Linked DNA regions of Macaca fascicularis: region 1 is linked to region 2. A link is a contact called in public Hi-C data. All regions are on one chromosome and are shown on one strand. The core of a region is the stretch at or near the end of the contact, and the rest is flanking DNA. Distances in the headings are between cores, read along the strand shown. Region 1 has its middle 87 kb from the start of BCOR. Region 2 holds the start of BCOR (BCL6 corepressor).

Region 1 (6,127 bases), core at 1,899-4,398, 87 kb before region 2:
TAGTAGAGACGGCAGGTTTCACCATGCTGGCCAGGCTGGTCTTGAACTCCTGACCTCAAGTGATCTGCCCGCCTTGGCCTCCCAAAGTGCTGGGATTACAGGCGTGAGTCACTGTGCTCAGCCACTATTTGTCATGTATGCTCTATTCCCATCCCAGCCACCCACACCCTGCTTCTGTCCCATAGCCTGGCCTCCTTGTGTCTCCAGCTTGGGATCACTGCCTGTCTCTGCCCCAGACTATCCCTACCTCCTCCCAAAAAATGTTATCAGGTGGAGAACAGTGGTTCATGCCTGTAATCCCAATACTTTGGGAGGCCGAGGTGGGAGGATCACTTGAGCTCAGGAGCTTGAGACCAGCTTGGGTCTCTACAAAAAAACATTTTTTAAAATTAGCCAGGCATGGTGGAACGCGCCTGTAGTCCCAGTTATTCTGCCCGTATGGGTTGCATCCTCCATGTGAGAGCTTCTCACCCTAAGTCTCACAGTCACCAGTACCCTGGCTTCCAGGACAAACCTGGACTATTTCCCCCCAGGCTTGCCCTAGAGACTTAAAGGAAGCTGGACTTTTATGAAAAACTCATTGTGGGTGGGGGGCAAAAATTAACTAGGCATGAAGAACCTGGGAGATACCAGATTATTCTGGCTCATTAGGGCTTTACACTTATCTGGCCACAGCTGGGACATACTCCCTTCTCCCTGCACCATGCAGTCTGGGCCCACCTCACCCACAGTGTGGGTCACCTATTATAATGCCCCCCAAAATAGTGTCAATTCAACAGTAACTGCTTCTCCAGGGTCTAGGCTTTGGGGCCCCAACTTATCACAACTTGAAGTTACTGTTTTAAAAATTTATCTTCTTTATTTGTTAATTGTGTAATCTGTTAACATATTATAGCTCCACAGGACAATCACTGGCGGTCTTGTTTACTGTTAAAGCACCAGCCCTAGCCCAGTAGTTCGAATATTTTGATTGCATGTATGGGTGGATAGCTGAGTGTGTAGATGGATGGATGCAAGGATGGAGGGATGGATGGATGGAGGGATAGATGGATGGATGGATGGGTGGATGGGTGGGTGGATGGACTGGCCCCCACATAGTACCAAGGTACTTCTCCTGTAAATACCACAAACCTAGACCAGCAGTTCTCAAACCTTTAGGTCTTGGGACTCCTTGACTTTTTAATTTGTTATCGAGGACTCCAAAATGCTTTTGGTTATATTGGTCTTATCAGTATTTCCCACATTAAAAATGAAAACAGGAACATTTTTAATATTTATGTATTAATTGATCTAAAAATAACAATCATTAATATATTACATGTGTGGTGGGCAGCCTCTAAGATGGTGCCCAGTAATTCCCACTTTCTGTCACCCACACCCTTGAGTAATTCCCTCCCCTTGAACGCTAGCTGGACTTACAGACTCACTCCTAATAGATCTATTGTCCTATAGGGATGTGGCTTCCAAAATTAGATTACAAAAAAGACTGTGCCTTCTGTCTTGGGTGCCCTCTTTTCTCTCCCTAGGAGGAGCCAGCTGCCTTGTCACGAGGCAGCCCCATGGAGAGGGCCTCGTGGCAAGAAACCCAGGCCTGTCAGCAGCCACGAGTGAGCCTGGAGGTGGATCTTTCCCCGGCTGAGCTTTGAGATGATCCTACCCCTGGAACACACCCTGATTAGTCTCCTAAGAGACCCTGAGCCAGAACCACCCAGCTAAGCTGCTCCCAGATTCCTGACCCACAGAAACTGTGTGAGATAATAAATGTCTGTTGTTTTCAGCCACTAAGTTTTGGGGGTAACTTGTTACACAGCAATGGATAAAATGCATGGTAACATCTATAGTAACATCAATAGCACAATTCTATTTAAAAATAACCATATTTTCCAAAACAAATAAACAAAAAAGTTTAGGGAGAAAAGTGGCATCGTTCTTACATTTTTGCAAACCTCTCTAATATCTGGCTTAATCGAAGACAGCTGCTTCCTCATAGTGGCTTGGGCATCCAATGCGTTGTGATACGTTGTTTTGGTTGAAGAAAATCCAGCCTAATGGAGCTTTGCAGTTAGAAAAGAACAGTCTGAAAAGGGCTCAGGGAACCACAGGGATCCTCAGACCACACTTTGGGAACCGCTGACCTAGACAATCATAGACCCCAAAACATTCTAATTCTAGGGTCCTCACTTCCCAATCTTGGTTTCCTGTTTGGGACCTTTGCCATTTCTCCAGGTGCCCAAGTGACTTAGTGGTGACGGAGGCCACCCAGGAGGTCTGGTCCCCTGCCAAAAAGGATAAGGTCCTCTGAGGCCTAAAAGCAGAAGACACTGATGAACTAACCCTCAGTCTTGGCTGTGTCATGCCCAAGATGTGACACAGAGGGGAAAGGACGCCTCCGACATCCAAGGTGAAGGTTGAGGCATCTGGAGCCGGGGAGGGCAGGGGAGCTTGTTCGCCGCGCATTGACAGCTTCCGGGACACTGGGGTTTGCCAGATCCACGGGGATTTCCCCCTCTCCTCCCCTTTCCTGCGCGTGTCCCACTACCCCCACCCCCCGGTGAAGTTTAGGGCCTGTTTTCAGCCGGAGCCGGTCTAATTTTCGCTGCCTAGTTGGTCAGAGAAACGCACGCAGCTGTAGCAAAGCATAAAAATAGCTTCCTCCGTGACCAATTTCTTCCCACTTCCCTTTCTCTCTCTCCATGCTCGCCTCCCCGTCCCCACCTTCTGTGGAAGCAGGAAGGTCCCTGGAGGGTGCCAGCACTATTGAGACATGCCATGCGCCCCGGCTTCCCTCCCAAACAACACATGTTCCTGGTTCTATTTTGCCCTGGCCCCCCGCAGGCTCGCATAGGCTTCCCAGGGAACCAGGCGTTGTCAGATGGGTCTCCGAGGGCCCAGTGTCCGTCCACCTCGCTGGGCAGACTTCCTCTCCAAAGCATAGGCCCCCCAAGACATCTGCACGCCGAGTGCTCGCCCGAGGCACTCGGATCTGGGGTCCCAGCCTCGCCCAGAGCCAGCCAAAGGCCTGCCCGCGAGAGATCCGGATCTTCTGGCACTTTAGAGGTTAAATGGGAAGCCTCCAGCTGGAAGGAAAAAAACGCCCCGGTGCTATGCGCGGAGGCTCCAGGCGGTGTCCCCAGCGTCCCGGGCTTCCTCTGCGCCGGGCGGCTGCGCGTCCCGGAGGCGTCCGTGGCAGAAGATGGAATCCGAAAGTGGGCATTCGTCTTTCTAGTTTGGAAGCGGGAGCAGACAGTCAAACCTGCAGCAGCTCAGCTCCCCAACGGGAAGATCTAGCCAGCCTTGGGCGGGGGAGCGTTTCTAGAAATGTCTACACCCGGAGCCACCGGCGGGAACCAGGAACGCTATGGCCTGGACCTGCCCGGCCTCTCTTCCCTGAGCCTTTGGGACCATGCGGGAGAGAGGAGAGGCCACCTATCGCATTTCAGGAGTGGCTTGTAGGGTCCAAGGGCCGTTTGCCTCCCTCTACTGCAGTTTGGAAACAGAATAAACCGCCCCAGCAAAACCCGGTGAACTTGTCCAAACCACACAAGAGTTCAAACCACACAAACTCCAACTGGGCACTGACACAGGGCTGGCTTTATCTGTCCCCAGAGGGCTTTGCTCTGCCTCGCAATTGATTAGGGCTCCTGAAAACCACTGAAACAGTTTATCACACCCACCCAGCCTCAAGCCCCCTATGGGCTGGAGTGGAGCCTGGATTGTTCCGGCAACCAACCCCAGCCCAGCTTCCACCCAGCTTGGAGGCCCCTAGGGCCACCTGCCTGGTTCCTCACTCCAGAGAGGGTCCCCATTTTGTGGCAGGAAATCGAATGACAGAGAGCAAGAGGGTGAGATGGGAAGATGAAGGATTTGGATCTATGAGGGGAGAGAAGCATTCTGTCCACTGAACAGGGTCAGGGGCCGGGGGGCTTTCCAAGATCCCCCTTTACTTTCACACCCTTTCTCCAGGTCTGTGTTCCTCTCCTTTCGCAGCACCCAACGCCCTTCTGCATGGGTGGCCCAGTCCTCCAAGCCCAGCCTTGTCTTTTGAACTTCTCCCCAAGCAACCTGTCCTTGTACAATTTACATCCTCTCAGTTGTTTTCTCTGGAAACTCCTAACTCAGGAGGCCAATGCCATGGCCATGAGAACATTCTTCACCACAGAAAGCAAGATCTTTTGTCAGCCTGTTCTTCATGGGAGGGGAGGGGAAGGTTTTGTAAATATCGCGTGGAGATTAACTGGGAGGAGGCAGGAATTAAACAACGTGCTTTTTTCTTTTCTTTTCTTTTCTTTTTTTTTTTTTTTTTTTTGAGACAGAGTCTTGCTTTGTCGCCCAGGCTGGAGTGCAGTGGCACCATCTCCGCTCACTGCAACCTCTGCCTCCCGGGTTTAAGTGATTCTCCTGCCTCAGCCTCCCAAGTAGTTGAGATGAGAAGTGCACACCACCACGCCCAGCTAAAATTTTTTTGGGGGGAGGGGGATGAAGTCTCACTCTGTCGCCCAGGCTGGAGTACAGTGGCGCGATCTCAGCTCACTGCAACCTCCGGCTCCCGGGTTCAAGCAAGTCTCTTGCCTCAGCCTTCTGAGTAGCTGAGACTACAGGCGCATGACACCACCCCTGCTAATTTTTGTATTTTTAGAATAGACAGGGTTTCACCATGTTGGCCAGGCTGGTCTCCAGCTCTTGGCCTGAAGTGATCTGCCTGCCTCGCCCTCCTAAAGTGATGGGATTATAGGTGTGAGCCATCGCACCCAGCTAATTTTTGTATTTTTAGTAGAGACGGGGTTTCACCATGTTGGCCAGGCTGGTCTGGAACTCCTGACCTCAAGTGATCCACCCGCCTCAGCCTCCCAAAGTGTTGGGATTACAGGCGTGAGCCACCACGCCCAGCCTAAACAGTGTGCTTTAACACGAACTAGTAGTGATCATGGTGGAGCACAGTCACAGACGGAGGAGGATCTCTGGCAGCTGAACTTCTGGGCTCACACCAGGAAGCCTGTCACGTTTCCCAGCTGCCTGTGCCATGCCTGTGGTGCCAGTCATTGCTCTAATGGTAGGCAGGGAGGCAGAACTCCCCCTGAATAAGTACAAGGACTTGATGAGCCTTTGAAAGCAGGCGACCCACCCAAAGAATCTGAATTCTTTCAGGTTGTTTCCTGCCCCAGCAACTCTATGTAAAACAACTGGCTGAGAGCTTGTACAAATTAGGGTGGCTTGTCACAAGGGTTTCTATCACATTTAGTCACCTCTGAAAAAAAGAGACCCGTTTTTGAAAAACACCTAGCAGGCCGGGCGCGGTGGCTCATGCCTGTAATCCCAGCACTTTGGGAGGCCGAGGTGGGTGGATCACGAGGTCAGGAGATCGAGACCATCCTGGCTAACACGGTGAAACCCCATCTCTACTAAAAATACAAAAAATTAGCCAGGTGTGGTGGCGGTGCCTGTAGTCCCCACTACTCGGGAGGCCGAGGCAGGAGAATGGCGTGAACCCAGGAGGCAGAGCTTGCAGTGAGCGGAGATCGTGCCACTGCACTCCAGCCTGGGCGACAGAGCGAGACTCTGCCTCGGAAAAAAAAAAAAAAGAAAAAGACAAATACCTAGCATACATAAAGGGATTTATCATCTCGTTTCATTCCATCAATAACCTTGTGAGCAAATGGGGGTTACCCTGACAGCAGTTGGAGTTCCATTGCAGGAAAGAGAGAACCTCTCCAGCTATTTTAAGCAAGAAGAGATTTAACACAGGAAATTAGGTACTGACAAAATTATTGGAAGGGTGCAGGAGGAGCAGTCAGTCTCTGGGCTCCCAAAACAACACCACTGAACTGGTCCGCCAAGATTACTGCCATCTCTTCCACTATCAGAAAGGTGGGGCATGAGGGAGCCCGCCTCTGGAAATGTAGATTTCCAGAGTGCACTACCATAGCTGTGATCCAAGGATCAGGAAGCCACTGCCACCACAACCCCTCTCAACACCCACACAGCTGGTAACTGAGCAAACACTAGAATGTTGTTTCACACACACACACACACGCACATGCACACGCACACGCACACACACACACCTCCAGCAGGTACAGCCAGAGCAGCAGGCAAGAATTGTGGGCTCTGCCTCACATCTGCCATCCTA
Region 2 (6,719 bases), core at 10-2,509:
GCACAGAGCACCAGTGGCAGCTCTTCAAATCACAGATGTGGTCCCACTGACTGGGATTGCGGAGCTGTCAGTTAAAGTAGATGACTGCCTACACTTCGAGATGCAACCTCACAGCTGGTGAGGGTTGAAGCCAGCTGCACAGGGTGGTCCGTGAATTAAAAAATAACCACAGAGCTATAAGCCACGCTCCCCCAAACCCCCACCAGCCGATAGAAGGGAAGCCAAAGAAGCACGTTTGGTGGGTGTACCCTCATCCCCTGTTGCTTATGTGTTCAGAATCATGTCAATTGCAGTTCCTGGCTGCCTGACCCTGAGCAGAATCCTACAGAACAGGAACAGGGTGGGGAAAAAATGGCCGGGACCAAGTAGAAGCTGCTTTCGCTATGTGTCCCCAGCAAGTTCAAATGACTACCAGGATGGTTGGCTAGCAGATAGGGGTAGGAGGTTAATATATTTTTGAATAAGAGTTTCCTGTTACCTGCAAACACTCAAAAAAGAGCTAGAGGTTTTTATTCTTCTTAGGAAGAACAAGGGTTCGGGCTGTTTTCTCTCATCACTTGTCATAAATGATTCTGTCAATCATTTATTCTGACACCCATTCATTCCACAAATATTTATTGAGTGCCTACTATATGCCAGCCACAATGTTACACACCAAATATACAGCTCGCAAGCAAACACTGGGTTTTGTAGACAGGTTTGTACTATTGATACCAAGGTATGCACTGTAACATACTTACAGCATGTTTAGCCACCCTGAACTCAAGAGACTTGGGTTCAAATCCTAAGTCACTTACCTAGCTGAGTAACTGAGCTTTACCCAGTTTTACACGATTGACCTTTCCCTATGCCTCAGTTTCTCACTCTGTAAAGTTTGAGGGCTTGTGAAGAACTTAGCACAGACCATGGGAGTGGGAGCTACCATTATTTAGCACAGTCCTCCCACCCCAGCTCTGCCTGGTGCCACAGTCCACCGCTTGGTGGTATTTCCGAAGCTGGCCAGGCCCTCTGCTGCTGACCCTGGAAGTCGGGTCACACTAGACAAGGCTGCATGTGCGGGGAGAAGGCGGGGCGGGGGGGGCTCCTTTGCACGCGGCTGCTCGCGTTTCCCCAAGGCCTCCAGAGAGTCTAAAAACTCACCTCGGAGGAGGGGAAAGAGCGTGAAGTGGCTCTTTCGATCTGAGACACCCCCTCCCGGAGAACTCGCCCCCTCCCCCCAAGCCCAGTGCGGAGTGAAATCTTAGAAGCCGCGGCTGCTGGGTTTGAACGGAATGCCGGAGTCAGTGGAAGACGGAGCTGGTCGGCCCGAAGGTCAGCGAGTTGTTTTGAGTTCTCCTACCCGGAAGGTAGGGGGTGGGGTGGGGAGCAGGGAGTAGAGGACGCCAGGGCCCCCGAGAGACCCCGCGTCAGAGCAAAAATTGTTTGTGCTCCGGAACAGTCAGCTCAGCGGAAGCCGCGACGGGGGCGGGTCACGTGCGGCGGTGGCGGCGCAGCTGGCGGGGGAGCCGGGCTGGGACAAGGGCCGGGCCGGGCGGGGGTGGCGCGGGGCGGCGGCTCTCGCAGCCGAAGGTGGAACCGGCTGACTCTGGGCGCTGGGAGCGAGCGGCTCCCCGAGCCCGGAGCGAGGGAGGCGCGCTAGTTATGGAGGGACCCGTGTGGGAGCCAGGGCGCTCGGAGCTCCGCGTGGTGCGGCACGGGCGGGACGAGGAATCCTGGGGGGGCGGGGGCAGGGACACGGAAGCGGGCTCCCTGGGCGAGAGCGGAACCGACGCGGAGGCTGCGCGGGCGTCTGAACCCCAAGAATGGAGGCGCCGCTCTTGTAGTCGCCGGCCTTGTTTTCTTCTTGAACGCAAATCCCGGAACGACCGGAACCGCCATCCCCGCCTGCGTCCCAGGGGCGCCCCATTACGCATGGGGGAGGGTGGGTCCCGCGGGGCTACTCCGAGAGGGGATCCGTGAGGCCGAGGCCGGGGAGGGCTGCGAGGTGGCTCGCGGGTGTGCGAGCCGGAGCGGGGCTGCACACCACACAAACAGTCTCCCCTTCCCCAGGAAGAGCGGGCTAGGGAAGACGCGGGCTAGCTCTGGGGGCTCCCCAGGACTGTGGGTGCCAGGCGGGGACCGCAAAGCGGGAGGGGGTGCTGCAGAGAAACCATCGACTCCACCTGGAAGACATTGGCGGCCTCGTGGCCGGTGGTGAACGGTCTCACGCTTCCCCAAAGTGGCGCGCGCTACTCCAGCGTGGGAGGGAAAGGACACAAACTTGGCCATCTGCCAGAAGCCTTGAGGACGCCTGACTTTGGTGTCCCCCCGCCCCCCGCAGTGGCCCGAAATGTACTCTCCCTCCCATAGTCCACGAGGTTCAAGTCCGAGGCCTGGAAAAGTAGGGTCGCGTGGTCTGGCCTCGGATGGGAAACCCACCCACGTTATTCTCAGGTGCCACGCGGGGAAGGCGCGGAACAGTTTTCTTGCAAAGTTTCCCGCCCCTCACCCCAGTCGAGGAAGGGCGGCTCTTCCGGAGGTGGGGGCGGGGAACGGCCTCGGAGCAGGGAGTGGTGCTAGTTCCTCTTCCCCGCGATCGCTCGGGCAGCCGGCGCGTTCGCGTCCCCAGACGCTGCACCCCAGTTTGCTGCAACGTCTGCTCGGAGTCGCGGCAGCGGGTGCTGCGCGGAGTCTAGGACGACGCGAGACGCCATTTGCATCCCCCCTCCCTCCTGCAGGTTGGCGGGGGCGGCGGTGTCGCCCGCCGCGGAAGCGTATTCCTGGCAGTGACACTGATTAGATGCTGTGTCGATACGTGCACAGAATCGGGGTGGGCCTTCACCTCTCCTCTGCGCACACACTTTCTGTTGGAAAAGTTGCGGGTTTTTTTTCTCCCCTTCTCGCCGCACAGCTGCTGTCTCCAGGGCGGAATTAGGCGACCACGTTTGCTCAGCCCGAAGGAGAGAGAATCGCGCCGGCGCTGGGAGGCCGCCGGGCCCGGGCCGCGAAAATCCAGCCCTGGCTTTGCGTCGAGCTGCTGAGTGCCGCGCTTACGCGCGCGGGGCCAGCCGGGGCCTGGTTTCCATCTGCCCCTTTTGCCTCCGTGTTAAGTTCGCCGGGGAAAACCCAACGATCCGTGCAGAGCCCCTCGGAGGAGAGTCCCCGCCCCACCCCACCCCCAGCCCGATCCCGACCGATGGAAAAAATGACAGTATAGGTTAGAACAGGCTGCCCGCGAGTATTAATGCGGGCGGCCTCCGTTCCCGGTGCTTGGGGAGGATGGGCGCTTCGCCAGGAAACCGCCGAAGGAGGAGCCATGAGGGCCGCCTGCCTCTTCCCGGGCTAGAAAACGTGGATTCTCAGAGGAACCAGACAAATGTGGTCAGACAGCTGCAGGAACTTACCCCATCTAAATACAGGTTGCCCATGTATATTCCAACCAAGATCATTTTTGTTTCAATCTAATATACGTTGAGTCAATTAGAAATACTGTGAGAACTGGTCAAACGATAGATAGGAAACTTGCTCTTTGCCTGGTGTTAAATGTATGCTCAGGAGGTGCGGGGCTGAGCACTACCGGCGCAGCCAGTCTGTGTCCTCAGGAGACAGGGTCCCCTTTGCGTTCCACCTTCAAAGACCTTAATAGAACTTGAAGAGAGGATTTATTTTAGTTGTAGTTTCTATTTGGGGGTTGCTTAATCCTTGCAAACTCCTGCCTGGGGTTGTTGGTCGTTAGTAGTAGATGGTCCTGCGTTTTGGCTTTTACAGTCCACGTTTTTCTCTTGGCTTTTTCTTTTCCTGTGTACACGCTGCTGGGTGCGGGGAGGGGGCTGCCCAGACGTGTGCTGCCGCCGCCCTCGGGCTCTTACTTGCGCACCACGCGGCCTCGGAGGAGGGGAAATGTGAACTCTCCGGGTGGCGCTCGAGAACTGGAATTCTGATATAGGGCTGCGGGTTTGTTCCGGAGGCTGGCTGGGAGCGGCTTGTAGGGGCCGGAGGCTGTGAAGGGGAAGCCCCAGAGGTGACCCTGAGGCCTCAGGAGCAAACCTGGAGGCGCCCGTGTTCTTTGTCTTTCTCGGGGCTGGCAGCTTGGCACGCACAGTCCGATAAGGATCTACTGAGAGCTAGAGCGCACTGCCAGCACATTTCAGTGATTAGGCAAACGCCGGTAGCCACTTAAGGCAAAGGCCATTTGCGTTGTCTTTGAAAAGGAAAAGGCAGCCTCACCTAATGAATTATGGGTGACCCTGGAGAGGCCAAGCAGGGGAGGCCGAGGCCTCCTTAGGCTGTTACACGCCGCAACTCCTCCCCTTTGTGCCAGAGTCCCCATTTCGAAGGTAATGGGAAGCGTTTTGAAATTAGAAGTCTGACGGATTCTGTCTACAGAAGTGGTATTTGCATCTGTGCGTCAGTAAAATGTGGCCCGCCAGCAGCCCAGGGACAAGGCCTGCCATACGCCAGCCCTGGACCAGTGTTAGACCAAAGTACATCCCAGAGGACATGGCTTTTGGCCAACTCCTCGGAGAACTGATTTAAAGAGGTGGCCTTCAGCCATCAAAAAAGGTGGCCTGGAAGAGTAGGCTGGAGGTCCTGGAAACCGGCTCTCTTCCCCAGGGCTGCAGGGAGTGAGTGGGTAATGCTGCCTGAGCCCTGACGGAACTTGCCATTAATCCAGTCTAAATGAGCACCATTAAAGAGGACTCTCCCTCCTATCCACCACCACACACACAAGCCTTTACGGGAAGGTCTAGTGGAGACAGTTTGAGGGCATTTGGCCTTCACTTTTCAGTGGCCATACAATAGTGTCCTTTCCACCCTGCCAAGACCACTGGCTCCATGTAAACCTCCAGGAACTTTAACCTGGACCTTGTTCTTTACTCCCTCCCCATCCAAAGGGAGTACCAGATTATAGCAACAAGCACATGTAGTATTGTACTGGAGGCAGCGTTCTAAGCGCCTTATGTATGGAGGGAGGCATGTTATCCTCAGAACAGCCCTACGAGGTAGATACTAGTATTGGCCTTGTTTTACAGATGAGGACTCTGAGGTTCCGAACTGTTAAGCGGTTTGCCCAAAGCCGCACAGCTTGGGATAGGGCCTGATTGACCAGAGGGAGAGATAGGGCTGTGTTGCCTCTCTAGCGTTTTATAATGAAAGTGAGCTGTTTGGGAGGTGTTTCGAGAGGACTGCCTGGACCCCAACCTTCCAAAGGAAAATATGAAGAGATCAGAAGGCCCAACATTTGGCCTTTATTTTGCAAAACAAAGGTCTGTAGAGTTGTACAGTGGCATGTTACTGTGACTCTTCCGCGGCAAGGAAGAGGTCAGGGAAGGCAGTGCAAAGGCCCCCCTGGCCCACCTAGCCGCATAGCATCCGGCGGTCACGTCCGCCGGAGGTGACTGGGGACTGGGGACAGCCGATTGCCGAGGAACTCCTTATCGCCTAGTGTCAGTGCTCCCGGGTGCCGGAGCTAAACGTCCGCTTGCGGGGGCGGCTGGTTCACACCAGTCCCCTGGCTCCCGACGCGCCCCAGGGCTCCTCCGGCGGAGCTGGCTAGATGCCCGGCGGCGGCTCCGAAGCTCCGGGCTCCCCGCCACTTGCCCCGCCAGCCCGAGGCATGAAGCCCCACGGCCCAGGATTGGAGAGCCCAGTTGCTCAGTCCAGGTTGGGACTGCTGGTTCTGGGTTGCTCACGATCACTCTTCCCTCAACACCCGTCCGGCCGGGGCGCGCGCGCAGACACACAAACACAAACGGCTTCCAAGCGCGCAGCCCGCCTCCCGGGCCTCCGCTTTTCCTTCCTCCTCCCCGCTCGGGCGCTTCGGAAGCCCGTGGCGGTTGTGTGCTGCGCCAGGGAAGAGTCCGGGTTGGGGAGACCGCGCTGCCCTCTTCCCCCCAAGGTCTGCGCGCACGCTAGTACCCTTGGGAAGCACAGTCAGGCTTGTGGGTTCCCATCTTAGCGAGAAGTGACGGCTGCTGGCGAGGACCTGTTCGCTCCGTGTTTCGCAATGGCCCGGGGATCATAGGAGAGGGCCGGGCGGTGGGGCCTGCGCGTGGATGAGGGTGGCGGTAAATCCCCTCTCCCGCGAAGGTGGCTGAACCTCCGGCCACCGCTAGTAGGGGTCTACCCTGCTCGTCTTGCATTGGCCGCAGCTTGACTCCCCTGCGTGCCGCGGGCCGGTGTGGGTGTCCCCACTCCCTCAGGCCTTTACTTTCAGCTCGCGAAACCCCATGGATCCCCGGCTGGGCTGGGCAGCGCAGACGCCCAGCTGCCCTCGCCAACCCGGGGCCCGGAGGGGGCCAGGCTGGCCTGGGGGCTGGGCGGCCCGGCTGCACTTGCCGGTGTTGAGAGAGGCTCTGTGAGCCCGAGCTGGCCGCCGAGCCGAGGGAGAGAGCGCATCAGTCCGTGCGCCTCCAGGCAGAACACACGCCTTTCCCGGAACCTTGAAACCCAGGGGAGCCGCTGCCATCTTCGCGTGACGAGCAGCGAGACGCCGGTGATTAAGTGTTTCTTTCCGGCTGTCTCCCCGGGTTGCGGCTCTCCTCCTTTCCACAGGGCTGGAAGACTAAAAACCTGGGGAAAAACCACACACAACTGCGCTCTGGTCTCGATCGCCATGTAAGCACTGGTTTCCTAGGGTGCACCCACGCGGGGCGCTCCCTGCCCCCCTACTCCACGCCTGGCCGGGGGTCGAGGGCTGCAAGCCTCGGTTTCCATCCGCTCTAGCTCAAATCTCGGAG

Evidence for each region. Hi-C and Micro-C count contacts between places; a contact is called where the count stands out from the background.
Region 1: a contact with region 2 is called in a Hi-C map of liver, with 3 times the contacts expected there. The contact joins the enhancer-like site here to the promoter of BCOR in region 2. A contact is called at or near these places in 2 of 2 Hi-C or Micro-C datasets (liver and skeletal muscle).

Annotation. Positions count from the first base shown.
Region 1 is chrX:40,237,527-40,243,653 of T2T-MFA8v1.1, reverse strand. No RefSeq gene overlaps it. Among named protein-coding and RNA genes, the nearest start is that of BCOR, 87 kb to the right of the region's middle. Within about 2 kb of position 3,148, at least 5 of the 6 cell types and tissues checked have an H3K27ac peak or open chromatin away from gene starts, as enhancers often do. A contact at or near this core is called in liver, where this site is marked.
Region 2 is chrX:40,147,634-40,154,352 of T2T-MFA8v1.1, reverse strand. BCOR (BCL6 corepressor) reads left to right here and starts at 1,259. Exons shown (of 14, transcript XM_074029118.1): 1 at 1,259-1,346.